Regions from separate parts of the Mus musculus genome. Here region 2 is linked to region 1. The links are chromatin contacts, called in public HiChIP or PLAC-seq maps. All regions are on one chromosome and are shown on one strand. Each heading gives the region's core, a stretch centred on a gene start, on an enhancer-like site or on the middle of the called end of the contact. The rest is flanking DNA. Distances are from core to core; before and after follow the strand shown. Region 1 holds the start of Osmr (oncostatin M receptor). Region 2 has its middle 47 kb from the start of Gdnf.

Region 1 (2,700 bases), core at 172-2,671:
GAATACATTCTATATACATGCACGGAAACCAAGAGAATTCGCTCTGCATACATGCATGGAAACCAAAGGCCGTATTAACCCGATGCAGGAAACACCTTGCTCAACTGACACACCCGCACACCATTTTCACAGATAAATAGAATCAAAAAGCCTTTTTAATGGGTGAGAACTTGGCTCCACACTGCTCCCGCGGCTGTTCGCACGGCCACACTAATGGGCTCATTTAAAATAAGTAATAATGGCTATGGCAAAGGAGCACACATTATTTACTAGACACGATGTGCCTTTTTCTAATTCTCTTCAAATATTTGCTGTGTGCTCCAGTCTTTCAGGCACCATTAGGTATTAGGTATTTAGAGGAGTACTATCTTTAATAATAATAATAATAATAATAATAATAATAATAATAATAAAAGATCCTTCCCTGAATTGTCATTAGGGAGGAAGAAAAAGCATACACAGACACGAAAGTAAGGCGTTGTAACTAATATTTCTGACATTGTTTTGAGGTGTCCCAATACCCCAGTTACTTATTCTAAGACTGATTTGTGGATCCGCAAGTTCTGATCTATAGCCATTTCCCTCAGTCTCCTTCCATTTGTGACTTGTAGGTAGTTTCCAAATGTGAACTGAACTATAGCTTGGAGCAAGGTATAGTGTGCAAGTGGGCGGTTCTCCAGGCTTCTTGGCCTGGCGACTGGTGGGAACTTGTTGCCACACCTCCTGTGGCGATAGTTTTGTGCCAGTTCCCAAAGACGACGTGGCTGTGGACATTTTACCATGCAGCCATAAAGAGAGGTCAAAAATGTCTTTCAAGTGCCCGGTTAGTAAAGATCTGATGGCGTTCTAAGGAGAGAAAGGAACTTGGATCTTCGTGGACAAAGAATTCAGGTCTGTAGCTGAAGGAGGCGTGGCCACACAGGGCGTTTCCAGGTCCTGTAGAGGAAGCACAGTTCATAGATCTCTGTTCTAACACGTCTGTCTTGCTCTGAACGCCGAAAGTCAACTCGATCACAAGTTTGATCCAACAGTTTGACATTTCAGGTAATTTTCAGACGGAGCGCTGGGGTTGGATCTCCCAAGCAACACAATTGGCTCTGTGCAGGACACCTGGCACGGGGCACTGGGTCGCAGCTCGTCCCCTCTCCCTCCAGGAACAACGATGCTCAAGGACCAGCTTTTCCTCCCAGGCCTCTCCCACTTCCCTTCTCACCGGTGCTGCCCGCCCGGTCCCGGGAACCGCGCCCGTCGCAGGGTCCCGATCGTTCCCCCCTACATCCCCTTGGGACCAGGAGCAAATTCCTGTGGGTCCCAGGAGTGCCAAAAGTGCTCAGCGAGACGGGAAATTGCAACAGTACTTGGCCCCTCGGCCCTCCCCCGGCGCTTTCCCGTAACTCCCGCCCCTGGACACTTGCCCCGTAGTTGATTCATAGCTGGGGCGCGGGGCCGCCTCCACACGCCTGGACAGACGTCCGCGCCCGTTCCCCTGTGAGGCCGAGGACCGGCAAGGCTCCGGAGCAGGTCGCCAGGCGGGTGAGTACGGGACCCGTGTGCCCGCGCTGCCGCCTCCATCCACTTTCCGACGGGCGAGCCGAGAGCTTTGCTGCCCCGCGCCTCTGCCCTGTCCTGCGTTAGTTTTTGCCTCCCGAGACTGCACTCTCAGGAGCCGCAAGAGGTTGTGCCAGAAAAGTGCCACCTAATTGGTGGGCAACTCTAAAAGACTAGATACTCTCAGCGTGCACGTCGCTGGGACACCAGTCCAGGCCTGCTTTGAGGTTCACCGTCCCCTGGCCTCTCACTCAAGCAGCTGGGGAAACACTTGCTGAGTTAGAACTCCCATTTGGGCCAATTTGGTTTCTCTCACAATACCCCGTGGGAGTGGGAGTTGATGGTTTCCCCCAGCCTCTTGCTTTCCAGTCCTTAACTCCCACCCGTCCCTGTCATTTCTCCGGGACTAGGTGCTTCCCTCTCCACTCAGAGAAGAGCACCCCACAGCCTTGGGGGCAGAGCTTCTATGCGGGTGGGGAGAGCAGGTACCACCTCTCGAGCTGCTTGAACGGAAGTGTCACCACTAACAGGCAAGGATGCGCATAGGGGTCAGTGTCTCTGAGAGTAGGCACCAGTGAGATGCTGAAACGGGAGCGTGAATACAGGTTCCCTGTAACAGTTCTTGACGGGCCGCTTGTTCACACACTCTTCATCTTCCCTGCCTGCCTTGTGAGTGACCAAGGGCACAGATATAGGGATTACTTTCAGACGGACAGATGCTACCTGCCTGCAGGACATGGTGAAAGCGCTTTGCGATCAAGCTGTTTTTCAGCTCAGGACTCGTGGACGTGAGGATGGATGTAAGCAAAGCAGACAGAATTGAAAGTGGAAGCTAGGTGCAGACCAAAGGCATTCTGCTTTTGAGAGGTGGTGGTGGTGGTGGATGTCGGGGGAGACCGTGTGTGTGTGTGTGTGTGTGTGTGTGTGTGTCTGTGTGTCTGTGTGTCTGTGTGTCTGTGTGTCTGTGTGTCTGTGTGTCTGTGTGTGTGTGTCTGTGTCTCTCTGTGTGTGTGTCTCTGTGTGTGTGTCTCTGTGTGTGTGTCTCTGTGTGTGTGTGTGTGTGTGTGTCTGTGTCTCTCTGTGTGTGTGTGTGTGTGTCTGTGTGTGTGTGTCTCTGTGTGTGTGTGTGTGTGTGTCTGTGTCTCTCTGTGT
Region 2 (2,700 bases), core at 91-2,590, 990 kb before region 1:
TGAATGTAACCCCCTTCCCATAAAACTGGAGATGTGAACGCTGAGCTCACGGAGGTTGCTGTCAAAATCAAATGAGATATTCAACCTAAGAAAAAGACTTAACCGTAGGCCAGGACAGCAAGTAGCAGTGATTTGGTTATGTAAAGGGTCAGGAAAATAGACCTAAATCTCTCCACTGTAATATCAACTTGGCCTAACTAAAATGACCCTGCCTGTAATTGTGGACTGAACTCTCCATCTTCTCGTGGTTTTCGTTTGCCTTCTATTGGTCCTTGAAAGAATTGTAGAGTCAGTCCTTTGTCTTTTAAACGCAGACCAGAGAAACTGAAATCCAACTCCTCATTTTATCCTGATAACTTTTTCAGCCGTAATTAGTCATATCGGAGTCTTTTCACGTGGCTCAGAAGTCTACTTAACATTCAGATTGTTCTTTTAAAAATAGACATTGGTGAATGCAAATTATTCTGAGACCTCTTTGAAGACTTCAGACTCTGCAGGATTCTGAGCAAAGGTCACTCTCCCAAGCGATTGCCTTTGCTGGCTTTTTAAGCCATCCCCTTCCCCACCCTCTGGGGTGAAATAAACACTGCACCCCAAGAGGGAAGTCTAGAAATGAGGAAGGAGGCACTGCCCAGAAGCAGCAGAGAAGAAAATCCAGAATGTCTCAGTGGTGATTATGAAGCCGTCACCTCCCGGTACTGTCCCCTGAAGTGACCCTTGCCCTTCCTCCAGGATTGTTCACTGTTGGAGACAGCAGCCATTATCCTAGGCTGATGGCTCCAGATGGGTGGGCACGTGGGCTCTTGAATTAGTGTATGGAAGGATCCAAACAGCCCAAGGCCAAGTTCGGAAATGCTTGTGTAGGATGAGAAGCAGCAGCTGGATCCTCTTCAGTTCTCTTCCCTGAGTGTGTTGGCAAGACCCAGCCTCTGAGGCACAGCAGGTGGCATAACATGCCCACTTTGAATTTCACCCAAATCCCGGAGAGTGTAATTCACACAAGGGCATCTGAATGTAGGCTGAGGTTTCTCCACTGTGCCACCCAGCCTTTTGCAAATCCTGTCTCTTGATCCCGGCCACTCTCCTCAGAGGCAAGGCAGCACAGTTTCTGTTTTGCTTCTAAAGAAACCAAGGCACCGGGACTTACCAGGAGACTTAAGTGAGCAGGTGTGGATAAGCTGACTCTGTGATCAAGAGCTTCTATGCCCCGAGGTGGCATTTTGTGGGCATTGTTCATAAATATCTCAAACATGGGGAATGCCATCTGGTCTCAGAAGAATGCAGACCAGAGACCCCGCAAAAGTCAAAGTCGTGACTGGGGTGTAAGTCATCCTCATGGACACTGTCTGGGTGGCACATAGCTGTGGTCATGGCTGCATTGCTAACCTCACAGTCAGCCATTTGTCGTAGCAGGCATTCTTCAAGAAATAGGAGTTGGGTCATTCCCTCTTTTGAAACCCAAAATTCCATCAGTGATATTCTTCTTTATACAGCCCATTCTCATGGCTTGTGGGAATCTTACAAGCTGCTGGGAAAAAAAAAAACTGTTGCCTGGAGGGAGGCTCTTAGAGACAAGCTGTGCACTCAGTCAGTCCCTCAGAGGAGTGGCTCAGCACAGGGAGGTGAGCCAACGCAAGCAGAACTGTGTTCTGAAGCTTCTGGCTGCACTAGTCATTTGGGGGTAATGATTGGAAATGCCCAACCCTGGGTCCCATCCCCAGCTAATTAACTTTCAACCTGAGCCCTGGATGATGCTAGAACTGGATGTCACAGGTACTTCTTCAAGAAGCACAATCAAGACAATGTGCAGCACTCATATTCTTTCTGATTTTGAACTTAAGTATGAGATGTATTTATTCAGGTCCTTTCAAGAACCTGGCAGGGATATGGCTGAGCATTCGAGAGGAGGCACAAGTGATGCTTCAACCTTGTCCCATTGCAACCTCTTGAATTTGGCTTTATGAATGAAGTAGTTCTTTCTCTGGGTTCTTGAGGGTGCTGTATGGTAGTGGCAATATTGAGTAAAATATGTGCTGTCTTAAAATAAGACACCACTTGACATTGGCTTTGACTTTATCTTTGGATGGCCACTTCACCTCCTCAAGAACGTTACAACAAATTATTTCATTCATGACGAAATGGAGGCTCAGAGATGTGTTCTAGAGTCAGTAGTGACCGCCAGCAGCATCCTGCGGTCTGGAAAAATGTCCTGGGGACCTGATCTGAAAATGGCTATTGGAGAATCTATTGTGTGATGATCTCATTGAAGACTTTGTGGTGTTTGGCTGTGGTGACGGCTGGGTGTAGGGGATAGGGGTGGGGTGGTCTTCTGGAATCTTGTGCTGACGTTTTCCATGTTACTTTATCCCTGAAGAGTCAGTCGGCAAAAACTTAGAGAGGAGTAAACAATTTTCCTTCAATGTAGCTTCCCATGACTGTGCCATGGAGTTTCAGCACCAAGGGTTTAGACTTCTTCTCAATGTCTTATTCCTGGTTTATCTTCTGTTGGTGTTGAAGAAGTGAGCTTCCTCCTCTGAAGAAGGGCGACTGGGAACCATTTTTGTTTTCTTAGAAGTGTATGTGTTCCACTTTTTTGTTATGATAAAAACACATCATAAAGTTTACCATCTTAACCACTTTCTAAGTATATAAACTTTAGTAATGTTAAATATAATCACATCATTGTGACACAAAGACTGT

The links. HiChIP or PLAC-seq counts read pairs in DNA pulled down with a chosen protein or histone mark.
Region 2: a contact with region 1 is called in a CTCF HiChIP or PLAC-seq map of the NIH/3T3 cell line, with 5 read pairs. The contact joins the enhancer-like site here to the promoter of Osmr in region 1. A contact is called at or near these places in 4 of 39 promoter capture datasets (embryonic stem cells, frontonasal cranial neural crest, liver and 1 more), 1 of 15 datasets of contacts at CTCF or cohesin (the NIH/3T3 cell line) and 1 of 115 datasets of contacts at active chromatin or transcription factors (embryonic stem cells).

The regions. Positions count from the first base shown.
Region 1 is chr15:6,873,034-6,875,733 of GRCm38.p6, reverse strand. Osmr (oncostatin M receptor) reads left to right here and starts at 1,421. Exons shown (of 18, transcript NM_011019.3): 1 at 1,421-1,533.
Region 2 is chr15:7,861,696-7,864,395 of GRCm38.p6, reverse strand. No RefSeq gene overlaps it. Among named protein-coding and RNA genes, the nearest start is that of Gdnf, 47 kb to the right of the region's middle. Within about 2 kb of position 1,340, at least 42 of the 459 cell types and tissues checked have an H3K27ac peak or open chromatin away from gene starts, as enhancers often do. A contact at or near this core is called in the NIH/3T3 cell line, where this site is marked.